Linked DNA regions of Cricetulus griseus: region 2 is linked to region 1. A link is a contact called in public Hi-C data. All regions are on one chromosome and are shown on one strand. Each heading gives the region's core, a stretch centred on a gene start, on an enhancer-like site or on the middle of the called end of the contact. The rest is flanking DNA. Distances are from core to core; before and after follow the strand shown.

Region 1 (6,340 bases), core at 1,234-3,733:
CAGCTTTCCCCTTTGGCAATCTCTGTTCCTGAGTTCTTAAAATGCCTTATAGAACTTGAAGGAGGCACACCCCTGTGACATAAGGAAGCAGGTCTGGGCACACAGAGGTCATACCTGGTGTGTCAAGTCTTGGTAGGCTCTGAGCTGTTTCCTGTCGACGTCATCCTGAGCGTGTGGCCATTCCTTGTGCAAACCTTCTGTCACTCCCTCTTCTTTTCATTTTCACTTCTAATTAATTTGTTTGGTTTTGTCTCAATAGGTCTCACTCCCACCCAGGCTGACCTGGACCTCCTGGGCTGAAGCAATCCTCCTGCCTCAGCTTCCAGAATATTTGGGACTACAGGTGTGAACCACTATCCCCTGCTCTTGTTTTGTATGTGTATGTGGGGGTGGGCATGTGGATATGCATGTAGAAGCCAGAGCCATTTACTCTTTTTTTTTTTTAAAGATTTTATTTTATTTATTATGTATACAACATTCTGCTTCCATGTATATCTGCACACCAGAAGAGGGCACCGGGTCTCATAGAGAATGGTTGTGAGCCACCATGTGGTTGCTGGGACTTGAACTCGGGACCTTTTGGAAGAGCAGTCAGTGCTCTTAACCTCCAAGCCATCTCTCCAGCCCTCTTTTTTTTTTTAAGATTTAAATTACTTTATTTTATTGTTCTGTGTAGGATTGTTTTGACTGCATGGATATATGTGTGTCACATGCACACAGTGCTCCAAAAGAAAGGTCAGAAGAGGTTGTCAAATGTCCTGGGACCAGTGTTACAATGGTTTTGAGCCACCACATGGGTCCTTTGGAAAATCAGCCAGTGATCTTAACCACTGAGCCATCCCTTTAGCATCCCCCCCCCCTTGCCTGTTTTTAAAATTTTTTTCTGAGATAGTCTTTTTCATTGGCCTGGAACTCATCGAGTAGGCTAGGATGTCTGGCCAATGAGCCAAACACGTTTTGGCCTCCCCAGCATCCCAGGACACCTTGCTTTTTTTCTTTTTCTTTTTCTTTTTTTTTTTTTTACATTGGTTTTAGGGATCTAACTCAGGTCCTCACACTGGCAAAGTAGGTAGGTCCTCCAACTCCAGGTGATCCACTCCCAACTATTGCCTGTTCTTAGGCCAAACCATAAAGCCAGCAAAGTCTGGGGTAGCTGTGCCTCTAGCGTCTGGATTATCTCCTATGGAAGGAATTCAATACTTTGCTGCCCTAACAGTGGGAATAGTTAACAAAGTTTCAAACAACAGGAGTATCTTTCAAATTGGTGTGAGATAGCTCAGTGGATAACGGCACTTGCTGGCTTGCTGCCGAGCCTGACCACCTGAGTTCAATCCCTGGGACCCACATGGAGAAGGGGAGAATCAGCTCTCACAAGTTATTCTATGAATACCACACACGTTCAGAGGCATGTGTGCACCCCTTTATCTTAAGAATTGATGTAATGATGTAATTCGCATGCCCTAAGATTCTTGCGTTAAAATGTATACTCCAATAGTTTTGGGTATAGTCACAGTTTTCCCACCATCATTAGTACCTCTGGAGTATCTTTGGACCACCTCTTCCCCAGACAAAGCTCCTTTGTTCCTTGAGCAGTCACTCCACACTCCATCCTCCCCCCCACAAGAAGCCAAGATCTGCTACTCTGCAGTGCTCCCCACCTACAACTGTCACACACATGGAATTGTGCTTTGTGAACTTTGGCCCTGACCTTTCACATAAGTGGCTTTCCCAGGTCCTTCTCTCTAGCAGGGTGTATCAGCATTTGCTCCCTTTCCTGGCTTGATCATAGTCCTCTGTAGGTATGCACTACTTTAAAACAAACAAACAGCAAAACCCTTCCTAGCCAAGATGATTTTTACTATCGCAACTCTGGGGTCCTAGATTCGTATGAAGGGTGACGATCAAATCTCAAGATTTTCTGTGCCCTGGAATTTACAGGCTTTTCTTTCTCGGACACTGGGAACGCAGACCCGTGGTGGCTCTGAGAGTTTACTTCCTCAGCTCACCCCTACACAAGGCACCAGGCTCCCTAATCCCGTTTAGGAATCTGCGTCCCCTTCTCTCTCCAGGCTACCTGGTTTCCTGAAACCGGACACCGCAGAGGACAGAGCTCTTTCTATTCTTGTTTCCCAAGGAAATTAATTCAGGTATAAAGGACGGGTGGAGGAAATACTTTCGACTTTCCTTAGAATCCAGAAAGGGAAAAAAAAAAAAAAAAAAAAAAAAAAAAAAAAAAGGGATTGCTTGGCTCGACGCAATTCTTTAAAAAAAAAAAAAAAAATTCAAAAAAAATCGAAACACTCCTCGCTAACTAAGTAAAGGGAGACACGACACCAGACACGTTTTTCTGTTGATCCAGAGTCCTTTGGAAACTTGTAGTTCCACGCTTGTTGGTTATCTCGGCTTCCCCGAGGAGTGACGCTGCGAAAACAAACTCTGATTGGTCAGGTCTGTGCTGAATTCTCCATTTATGGACAGATTGCCCGGCCCGAGCACAGGCTGAGCCAGAGAAGAGTTTGGATTAAGTGTTAGGAGAAAGACGGTCCAGGCAGGGCAGCTGGACAGGCAGTCCGGCGGAGCGCATCGGGTGCATCTCTAGACAGTTGGGGATCGTCAGATCCGAGTGCGCACCAGATTTGCTAAGTCTTGCCTCACCTAACGTCTTGGATCCCGCCTGGATGGAGTCCCATCTGGGTTTCCATTGGCTCCTGTGAGTGCTTGGGTGTCTGGAGCTTGTTTTTTGGCCAAGGGAACCAACTTTTGAAGTTCGCCCAGGAGACCGCGTTCCAGTCCCAGTGTCCAGGCAGCCGGACCCGGCGGAGGCGTGACTGCGGCGGGAGTCACCATGGTGAGTTGGCTGCGCCGCGTCCCAGGACGCCTGACCCTGGGATGGGGCAGGAAGCCCCGGAGCGCCGGCACCTACCTTGGGCAAGCTGCCCAGGCAGGGGGTGGAGAAGGTGGACCCGGGAGTGTGCACTTCTGAAACGCCGATTTCCTGCTGTTTGCTGTAAACCGGGTCTTGGCCGGGAAGAGCGACCGAGGCGGGCAAAGAAAACTCAGAAGTGGCTTTCTGCGCCGGCAAAGTTTTGGTGGCAATGTTGCTGTGGCTGCCAGCTGTCGGAAGCCAGGGCGTGAGCACATCTGTTTTCACCGACACAGCCATGGGACCGGGGACCCTTTTCTCCTTCAGGGAAGGTGGGGGACACGCTTGTGTCCCTCGGGCCCCCCTCCCCTGGGCGGGCACCAGCCTGAGTTCCCTGGCAGGCTGATCCTGCAGCTGTCCCCCTGGCATCAGGGAGGACTCGGGCAGTCCCGCCTGCACTGGTGATGGGCCGCGCGCTGCACAAAGGCAGGCGGGGGCACCAGGTACGGCGGAGCACCTGGCAGTGGCCGGGACTGCAGGGACCCTGTGACGATGGCGCACAGCGGCAGCCACACTGGCCGGGAGCCCAGACCCGTAGGGTCCTTGTGTGGGGTAAACACCTCCAGCCTCGGGCCCCACCCGGTGCCCAGCTCGAGAGGACCTCCACTCTGCTTCACACACCACAAGTCCCCGAGAGCGTCCCTGGTTTTGTTCTTTCACGCTTCGCATTTGGGGAAGTGTATGGCACGGGCTGCCTCTCTAACTTTAACTTTGAGATTTTTGTCGCTACCCGGAGGAGTCCCCAGCCCAGCCACTCTCCTCTCTCAGTTCCAATAACCTTAGCCACATCCCCTGGGCTTTGCTGTGGTGTAGTTTTACTTCAGAAGGACAAAAGCATAGATTGTATTTTGGAGAGATTGCCAGTTCACGAGGACCAAAAGAAGAAAAAAAAGAAAACTTTTATTTTTAAACTTGAAGTTCTAAAAGTCTTCAAAGTTTCCACACTTGCTTCTCGGTGGAGGAACTTGTCCTCCTGGCTTTGTCGTTGTTTACTGGCCATGAGGGTGAAGCTTACTAAAAAAGATGCCTAGCATAGCTCTCGCTTGGGAAATCTGTATCCCAGATCCCAGCGCCAAGCATCCGAGGCACAGGCTGGGCAGAGCCCACATGTAGTGTGTACACGGCCCCTGCCCCTTCGCTGTTAATTCAAAAGGACGATTTAAAACAAACGAAACCTTTAAAAGGCATCCTGGCCACAAGCTTTTACTTTTTACATAGTTCAAAAATTATGTCACCTTTGTCCCCCAGAGAGAATACTTCATTTATAAATATGCTTCCTCCTTCAGTTTTGAGGTTTCAGAAGTCAGTCTATGCTCACAGTGTACCCTGAGCTACGGTTGGGTGGAGTTTCGAGGGCCTCTGACCACTTGAACTTGAGCAGTGTGATAATCCTTGTGCCTAAGAATTGCTGTAATTACTTTCCATGGTTCAATATTTCTAAAAAAAAAAAAAAAATCAATGTGTTTATGTCAAGGACTGAAAAGAATTTTACTGAATTTAACTGTGTAAGTAGTACCATGAGGAAATGAACTTTCCTGTGTTAAACTCACTTTTTCTTGCCGGGTAGACCCAAAATTAGCCTGCGATGCCTTTTTCAGAGATGTGGGAAACACACTCAGTTTGGCTCCTTACAGTTGGTGTAGCTGGTTGATCAATCGGATGTGGAGGAGGTGTGTCTTAGTGTCCCTTTCATGCCTGTGTAGACAGGGTGGCTCTTGGCCATCAGCACAGATGGGTATGTTGTGGGCCACTAGGAGGCTATCTATGTATCAGATATGGATGCCGGGGCCACAATTCACTGGCCAGAAAAGTTGAAACAGCTGGCCGTCCTGAAATAGATGTGTCATGGACAGAACTCTGAGGAATTGCTTCTTACTTGACTTGAAAGTGTGAGTGGGCCTATCAACTGGGTGAAGTTGCCTGAGGGACAGAGTACCCACACCTCAGATAGGATCCCAGTGAGAACACTTAATGTTTACCTAAGAAGTCTTAGGCTGAATGGAACTTCTGTGTTCTGCATCTGTCTGGGCCTGCCTAGTTGAATCCCTCAGCCGCTTAGGACAGGAAGGGATGGGCCATTACCCTTAGTGGGTGTGGCCAAGAATTAGCACCAAGCACAGGCCCTTGGCCAGGCCGCAGGAAGAACACCTGTACTGTGAACTCTCCCGTGTGCTTGTGTGATGGCTACTCTTGATTGGCAAGCCGGTGGGATTTAGGGTCTTCACAGAATGAGACCTCAGGGCATGTCTGAGAGTTTCCAGCTTAGGTTACTAGAAGCTAGAAGACCCATTCTTTACATGGTGGCACTGTTGCATGGGCTGGGGTCCCAGGCGGAATAAAAAGGAAAATGGGAACTGAGCACCAGCTGTGTGTGACTCTCTCTGCTTCCTGCCTGTGGGTACAAAGTGACTGCTGCCATGCTTCTTCCACCTTGATTGGACTATATGCCCTCCAAAGGTCGGCTTAGACAAACCTTTCCGAGAGTTACTTTTGTCAGGGAAATTTGTCACAATAAGAAAAGTTGCTAATTGTGTGTGGGGGAGGGTCTCAAATTAGATGATCTATACCTGAGGCTCTATGACTTACTCAGTTGTGACTCATGATGAAAATTCACTTCAGACTCATGAATACAATGTATAGTTCACTTATCCCTCATGAATATTAACTACAGGACACTAACTCATCTGGGGAAACCCAGACTGTATTACCAGGCCACAGTTATCATTACCCTTTTCATTAGGAGGCTTGAAGAGGTGGAAAAAAAAAAAAACCAAAACCCATCTCCATACGTCATCATATCTGAGTGAGTTTGGTGAGAAGAGTCTACAAAGAACCTGTTGGCTCTAATACATAGCAGTGTATGGCTAAGGCTTCCTTCATGGACTCTGGCTTCATAGTCTGTGACAGGATAGTTCTGTTGGTGGCCGTGGTCTAACTGGGTGATAGACTAAAACCTCTGTATGTGAGGCTGCTTTCTGTTTTATCCCAGAAAGTGTGATTTACAGGGTTTCTGTGAAGAGAATATGCAGAGATGCTTGAGCGAATCTCTCTTGGCCATTGTCTTTGCAAGTGTCTAACTATATTCCCTTTCTCTACTGCTTATTATTCCTGACTCACTAGCAGGTATAGCACACACAAACACAGCTCTGATTATTTTTTTTAGTTAATCATTTTAGTTATTTATTTATATTTTAAAAAAAAGAAAGAAAGAAAGAAAAGAAAAGCTGGTTCTGAATGCTTCTACCTTGGGGTGAGTGCGGTGGGCCAGCCTAGGGTTTCCTCTCTTGGAAGAGAAGTTTAGTTGGGCATTAGATGGATAGGTGAGGCATGGGAAGGTGAAGTCCATCCTACCTCTATCTGTGCTGAGGACTCCACTGGTAAGAGCTCCCGTGACTCTGAAGGCCAAGACACAATCTG
Region 2 (6,340 bases), core at 1,869-4,368, 69 kb after region 1:
GGTCACTTTCTTGGTGTGTCACCGAGTACAGTAAGAAATAAGTAACAATAACCAGAAGTTTGCTCACAGGGAGATTTCTCCACAGTTGTAAGAGTTTCTTGGTATGACTCATCTGTGGCCCGTAATCACATCAGCCATGGTCAGCTCACATTTCATTTTCAATTTTAGTGATCCCAGCAGGAGAAAGTAAATATCGGAAGGATCAGAGTGAAATTCCATGGCCAGAGGTCTCAAGGTAGACGCTTGCTTCCTGATCTCTGGGGACCGTCCCCTACTTTTCTTCTTTATCCATCGTATTGCTGTGTGTTTTTTAAAGGCAATGTCCACGCTTCCCTGCCCCCGGCTTACAACCAGGTCCATGGAGGCTGAAGTTACCGGGAAAGTGTTCCCCAGAGTGGGACTGTGGCATGAGTGTGGTCACCCACTGAAAGGATGTATTAGGATGTATTTACTACCTGCCTATCTTCTCACTAACAAACTAGGAAGGAGCTGGGGGAGGGAGGAGCTGGGGTGGATATGATGTGAGGTGATACCTTATTCAAAAAAAGAAAACCAACTAGGAAGAAGCTGGTTGTGCTAACCCTGCCATTGATCCCAGCCCCCAGGAGGCAGAGCCAGGTAGATCTCTGAGTTCAAAGGCAGTCTGGTCTATGTGGAGAGTTCCAGGGTATCCCTGTTCATCACTACTAATGCAAGCTTGCCTCAAAAAACAAACTAGAAAGATATTAAGCTCCCCTGGTCCTTGCTATGTGGATGGGCACCAGAGTTCTTATCCAATCTGACTGCCATGGAGGCAGGATTCACCGAGAGTGGGGTAGTGAGATGGCTCGGCAGGTAAAGACACCTACTGCCAAGCCTGGAGATCTGAGCTGGAGCCCCAAGACCACATGGCAGAAACAGAGAATGGATTCCCACATGCATACCCACACACAAACATGCGCATGCACACAAATGAATACTAATGTTTCATTGGAGAGGCTAAAAATGTTTAATTGCATAGACTCAGTTGGTCATGGTAAACATCCAAAATAGAATCTACTTTTCTCTAGGGCCTTTGCGATGATTATACAGTCAAAATTTTAAAGATTAAGAGCCACCTGCACTACAGGTTTGTTAGCGAAGACAAGAACAGAGAGCCACCCAGGGCTGGGCTGAGAGTTGGAAGACCCAAGTCTTGATTCCTCCAGGAATGATTCTGTGGGCCTGATGGGTCATCTCAGCAACCCAGGTCCCTCATCTGTGAAGAGAGCATCAGACTGGTCAGCTAACAGAGACGGCACTTTCTTAGTGGAGTCAAAATCCTTCAATCCCAGCACTCAGGAGCCAGAAACAGGTGGATCTCTGAGTTTGAGGCCACCCTTGTCTACAGAATGAGTTCCAAAACAGCCAGGGCTATGCAGAGAAACCTTGTCTTAGGGGTGGAGAGGGAGTAGGGTTTGGAATACGAATGTGTAAATATTCTGGGAGCCATGGGAGATGGCTCAGTTGGTGAATTAATTGCCAAACAAGTATGTGGGCCTGAGTTTGGTCCTTAACACCCACATAAAAAGCCAGGTAGGTGGGACACAACTATGATCTCAACATTAGGGATGTGGGAAAGGAGGATCCCTGGGACTTTCTTGCCAGGCAATGTAACCTAATCGTGAGGCCCTGGCTTCAATGAGAGAGACCCTGCCTCCAAAAACAAGGCAATAGCTCGTGAGGAATGACATGAGAGGTTGACCTCTGGCCTTGGCGAGCACACACTTATCACATACGCACCTGCTTATGTGCATACACACACAATGTTCTGCCCCAGGCTGGTGGTATAATTGGGTTCTGAGAAAGCATGCCTAGCATGCCTGAAGCTTTGGGTTCAATCCCCAGCAGGACAGAAACAAGGCATGGTGCCTGTACGGTGGAGACAGAAGAGATTGCATAACCTGCCCCCCGGCTGTTTTTTACCGTAGATATTGAATCGGTCAGCTCTCTTCAGAGTGTTTAGCTGCAGGGTTGCTCTGGCTTCTGTAGTTAGAGCCCTTCTTCCTCAGAGAGGATGTTCTCTCTCCTCTGCCCAAGAATTCACACCTCCCTTTGCAGTTTGGGTTTGAAAACGTGTGTATTTGCCTCCACTCAAACCTGGATACCAGTGTGTGGCCACCACAGAAGTCACACTGTTCCAGATTAGCTCACTCAGAATTCAGGATTGGCTCACCAGGCCAGATCATCCACATCGGTGTTCTTGTATAGCCACTACCAGAACTTGCTCACTGAATTGGGAGAGCGTGTGTCTACAGATGTGCCTTGTAGTGGTTAGCATCCTGGACACTGAATTGGGGTGTGTGTGCATAGCAAGAGCCTCTTTGGAATTCTTCAAGGAGGAGTGGGAGCCGGGCGTTGGTGGCGCACGCCTTTAATCCCAGCACTCGGGAGGCAGAGGTAGGCAGATCTCTGTGAGTTCGAGACCAGCCTGGTCTACAAGAGCTAGTTCCAGGACAGCCTCCAAAGCCACAGAGAAACCCTGTCTCGGAAAAAAAAAAAAAAGGAGGAGTGGGTCTCTGCTTGTTGCTCCACAGGCCCCTCAGCCCTCTCCATCCTTGGCCATTGCACACTGGACTTGCAATTTGGGTTTGGCTCCTGTGAGATAGCCGTTTGCCTTTGGGTCTACACTGGGCTTTTTGTTCCATCATCAAGCTCATTCTTGTCATTTCTTGTCCCCCTCCCCCCATTACCTCTTCAAAATTCCTTGAGCCCCAAGCCTGGTTTTATTCCATCTCTCAAGTCCAGGGTGTGAGTCATGAGTGGAAAAGGCAGGGAAGGTCGTGAATCCCTTATGGAGGGAGAGAAAGAGCTTGCCCATGGCCCCTGATGACACTAATCTGAATCATTGACTTCCTGGCTACTTTGGTGGCTTCCTTCATTTCTGCTGCCTGGTCAGCCAGCACCTCTGTGGTTCAGGATCTGGTAAACCCTTTCCCCTAGCACCTGAAGGGCTCTGAGAATAATTCCTTTATATTTTTGTTTCTCTAAAGGAATGTGTTTCCTGGGGTACAGGTCAAGCAATCTGAGGAGCCCTCCATTCCCCTGTCAGAAACAGGGATTGCTCGCTCCTGGCTTTGGTTTAGCATGAGTGAGTCAGTGGTGCCCAGATATAGCTTTGTCCTTCAGCTTATTGTGCCACTACAAAAGCTTCCTTCACTCCCAGAGGCTGGGGGTCAGTTAGCACATCCTGTCACAGCACCCCCAAGTGGCCAGTGATATAGCAACACTTCACCATTTTAAACCTTTTCTCTTTTCTTCTTCTTGTTTTTTTAAGAATTGAATACATATTGTATTTACACCCTTTCTACCTTTCTTTCCCCTAACCCAATTCCCCCATACCCCACCCACTCCCTCTCAAATTCCAAATCTTTTCTTCTTTAATTACTGTTGTTACACACACACACACACACACAGAGAGAGAGAGAGAGAGAGAGAGAGAGAGAGAGAGAGAGAGAGAGAGAGAGAGAGGGAGGGAGGGAGGGGGAGGGAGAGAGAGAGAGAGAGAGAGAGAGAGAGAGAGAGAGAGAGAGAGAGAGATTGTCCTTAAAGAAAACTGATTCTCCCTCTCCCAGTAACCTTGATTGCCAGAAGCTCTCTATCTCGGTCTGGGGCCTTGTGAGATTTCTCCTATCCTCATCGGCATGTCAGCTGGTGTGGCCATGAAGCAGGTCTTGTTTAGGCAACCTTGTTATTGAGATTTCATGCATTTTCCTGTCATGTCTAGGAAGCACTGTATCCCAGCAGGCATCCTGATCTGCCCGCTTTCACCAATATTCCACTCCGTTTCCTGAGAGATTTTGTGAGCTTTGGATGTGTTGTAGATGTACTAATTGGATCCCGGCACCCCATGGTTTGTGTTCTTTTAGTGTTCCATGTTAGCTTTTAAAAACTACAGGCAGGATTAAGGAGATTGCTTGGTTGGTAAAATGCTTGCTGTGAAAACAGGAGAACCTGAGTACAGATCCCAGCATCTACATACAGTCAGTATGCTGCTACCTTATAATCCCAGCAGTGGGGAAGTGGGGACAGGAGGGTCCCTGAGCCTTGCTTGCTGGTCAGTTCGTCTAACTATTCTGTAAGCGCCAGGTTCAGTGAGCAACCCTGCCTCAAAGAATAAGGTGGAGAGTGGTCAAGAGTGACATCGTCTTCCACAATGTATATCTGAACCCCCATATATATGTGTGTGTCTGTGTGTATTCATATATTAATATATATAACATTCCCATATATTCACATGCACCACATATATATTATGTTTTGTGTGTGTATATATATATATACACACACATATATATATATTATATATATATATATACAAATACGTGCACAATACACACACACACACACACACACACACACACCACACACACACATATATATATATTATATATATATATATATATATATATTCAAAACATGGGCAAGAAAACAATCCCAGCACACCTCTAAAAGCTCTTTTCTAAATTGAATCCTCACTGATATACATTCACACAGTTAAGTTTTCAGAAAAATAAAAGAATATACAGAAATATATTTTACAGTCAGTATAGAAGAGAAAACGTGAGTGGAAAGAGAGAGAACATATGTGTGTGATGACTTTGAACTTCGGATCCCCCTGCCTTCGTCTCCCAAGTATGGGATGTGCCAGTATGTTATCTATCAATCAAGTTCATGTACCATCACACTTGGTTTATGTGGTGCTTGGGGTCTAACCCAGGGCTGTGTGCATGCTAGACAGGTACTCCACCAACTAAGCTATATGCCCAGCACCAGGAGATTTTTTTTGGTTAGACTGAGATGTACTCTCCTGGTAGATCATTTCTCTCAGAATAGCATTAAATTTAGGGACTGCTAAAGTCAGAGTTCATCTAGAAATTGTTCAGTTACCTTCTGGTTTTGTTTCTGTTTCAGTCAGTGGCATGAACAAGAGCCATGAGAGCTGTTCTCCTAGCCAGTTTGCCTGCCTGATGACTTTGGCCTCTTCAGTCAATTAGAGAAACTTAACTCCATGACTGTATTTGCCTCAGAGATGATCCATATCTAACCAAGGATTAGGACAGGGTGAAGTGGCGCTTTGCTTTGTGACTTTGTTAATGACAGTCTTGTCAATGAGGTGCCCAACCTAAGTCATATAGGGTTTCTTCATTGTGAAAAGTAAAATTCTGTGAAACTGGCCTTGCCCGAGGGAATGTGAAAGTGAGAGCTTGTGCTTCCAGCCTGCCGATTGATCGATCGAACTGTGTGATCCACTCAACTGAGACCTTTGTACTTGAATGCAGGGATGGTAGGGCATTTCCTTCAAGGACTATGCCTGATGAGCACTACTCTAGAGCCCCAGCTGTGGAGAGAGCCTGCTATTGGATGATTGGTTCATCACTAGTCTGATTAAATGATCACACTTGCCACATGAGCCAATTTCAACCATTCAGTCCATGTTCTACAGCTCGAAATGCATTTCCCTCACTAAAGTCAGACTATTACCCTTAGCTGGACTGTGGAGTTAAGAGAAGGATAGTCCAGCTGGGTGTAGTGGTGCACACCTATAACCTTTGAACTCAGGAAGAGGCAGGAGGATCAGGAGTTCAAGGGTAGTATTGACTATACAGCAGGTTTGAGGCCACCCTGCCAGTGGCTGCCACAGTGTGGTAATTGATACATTCTGAGATGAGCCAAAGAGACAGGTCTCACAGTGTAGACCAGACTGGCCTCGAACATGCAGTGATCCCCTGCCTCAGCCTCCAGAGTACTGGGATTACAGGTATGTACCAACGCGCACAGTTTCACTGGTGTATCATGTATTCACTCAACTTGTACTGGCCAACACTAAGCACCACATGTCAGACACTGGACTGCATGCTAAGGACACCACAGGGGACAAATGTCCGGAAGACTGACTGCATGCTGCGGAGCTTGGTCTTGTTGGGGGCCATGTTGAACCAGAGTGTTTGAGTTCTGAGCTTTGGTGCCTCCCACCCATGCTCTCTATACTTCTGTATACCTCTCTTCAAGGAGAAATATTTCATGGCGTTATTACACAGATGAAAGGACTGTTAGCAGCAGCGAGGCAGTGGGCTTTAGATAATCACAGTTGCAGTGCCACCTACTTTGTTATGAGAGGCAGTGTTTAAGTATGACCCCCTGAGAGCCGAAGGCCTGAGTTTGAAGCATAGGATGTGTAAGTGTGTGTGGTGCTGAGCAATTTAACCTTTCTGTGTGCCAGTTGGCTGCCTGGTGAGATGGTTAAACAAGTTATATATTAGGTATTAAAATGAATGATATCTAGTTATTTTATAGTAATAATTATTATATTCTATATCAT

What was found. Hi-C and Micro-C count contacts between places; a contact is called where the count stands out from the background.
Region 2: a contact with region 1 is called in a Hi-C map of fibroblasts, with 2.5 times the contacts expected there. The contact joins the enhancer-like site here to the promoter of Myo1e in region 1. A contact is called at or near these places in 3 of 8 Hi-C or Micro-C datasets (the CHO-K1 cell line and fibroblasts).

Annotation. Positions count from the first base shown.
Region 1 is chr4:181,746,816-181,753,155 of CriGri-PICRH-1.0, forward strand. Myo1e (unconventional myosin-Ie) reads left to right here and starts at 2,484. Exons shown (of 28, transcript XM_027411241.2): 1 at 2,484-2,848. The coding sequence starts at 2,846.
Region 2 is chr4:181,815,068-181,821,407 of CriGri-PICRH-1.0, forward strand. The region is part of intron 1 of Myo1e (unconventional myosin-Ie); the gene reads left to right. Among named protein-coding and RNA genes, the nearest start is that of Myo1e, 69 kb to the left of the region's middle. Within about 2 kb of position 3,119, at least 2 of the 6 cell types and tissues checked have open chromatin away from gene starts, as enhancers often do. A contact at or near this core is called in the CHO-K1 cell line and fibroblasts, where this site is marked.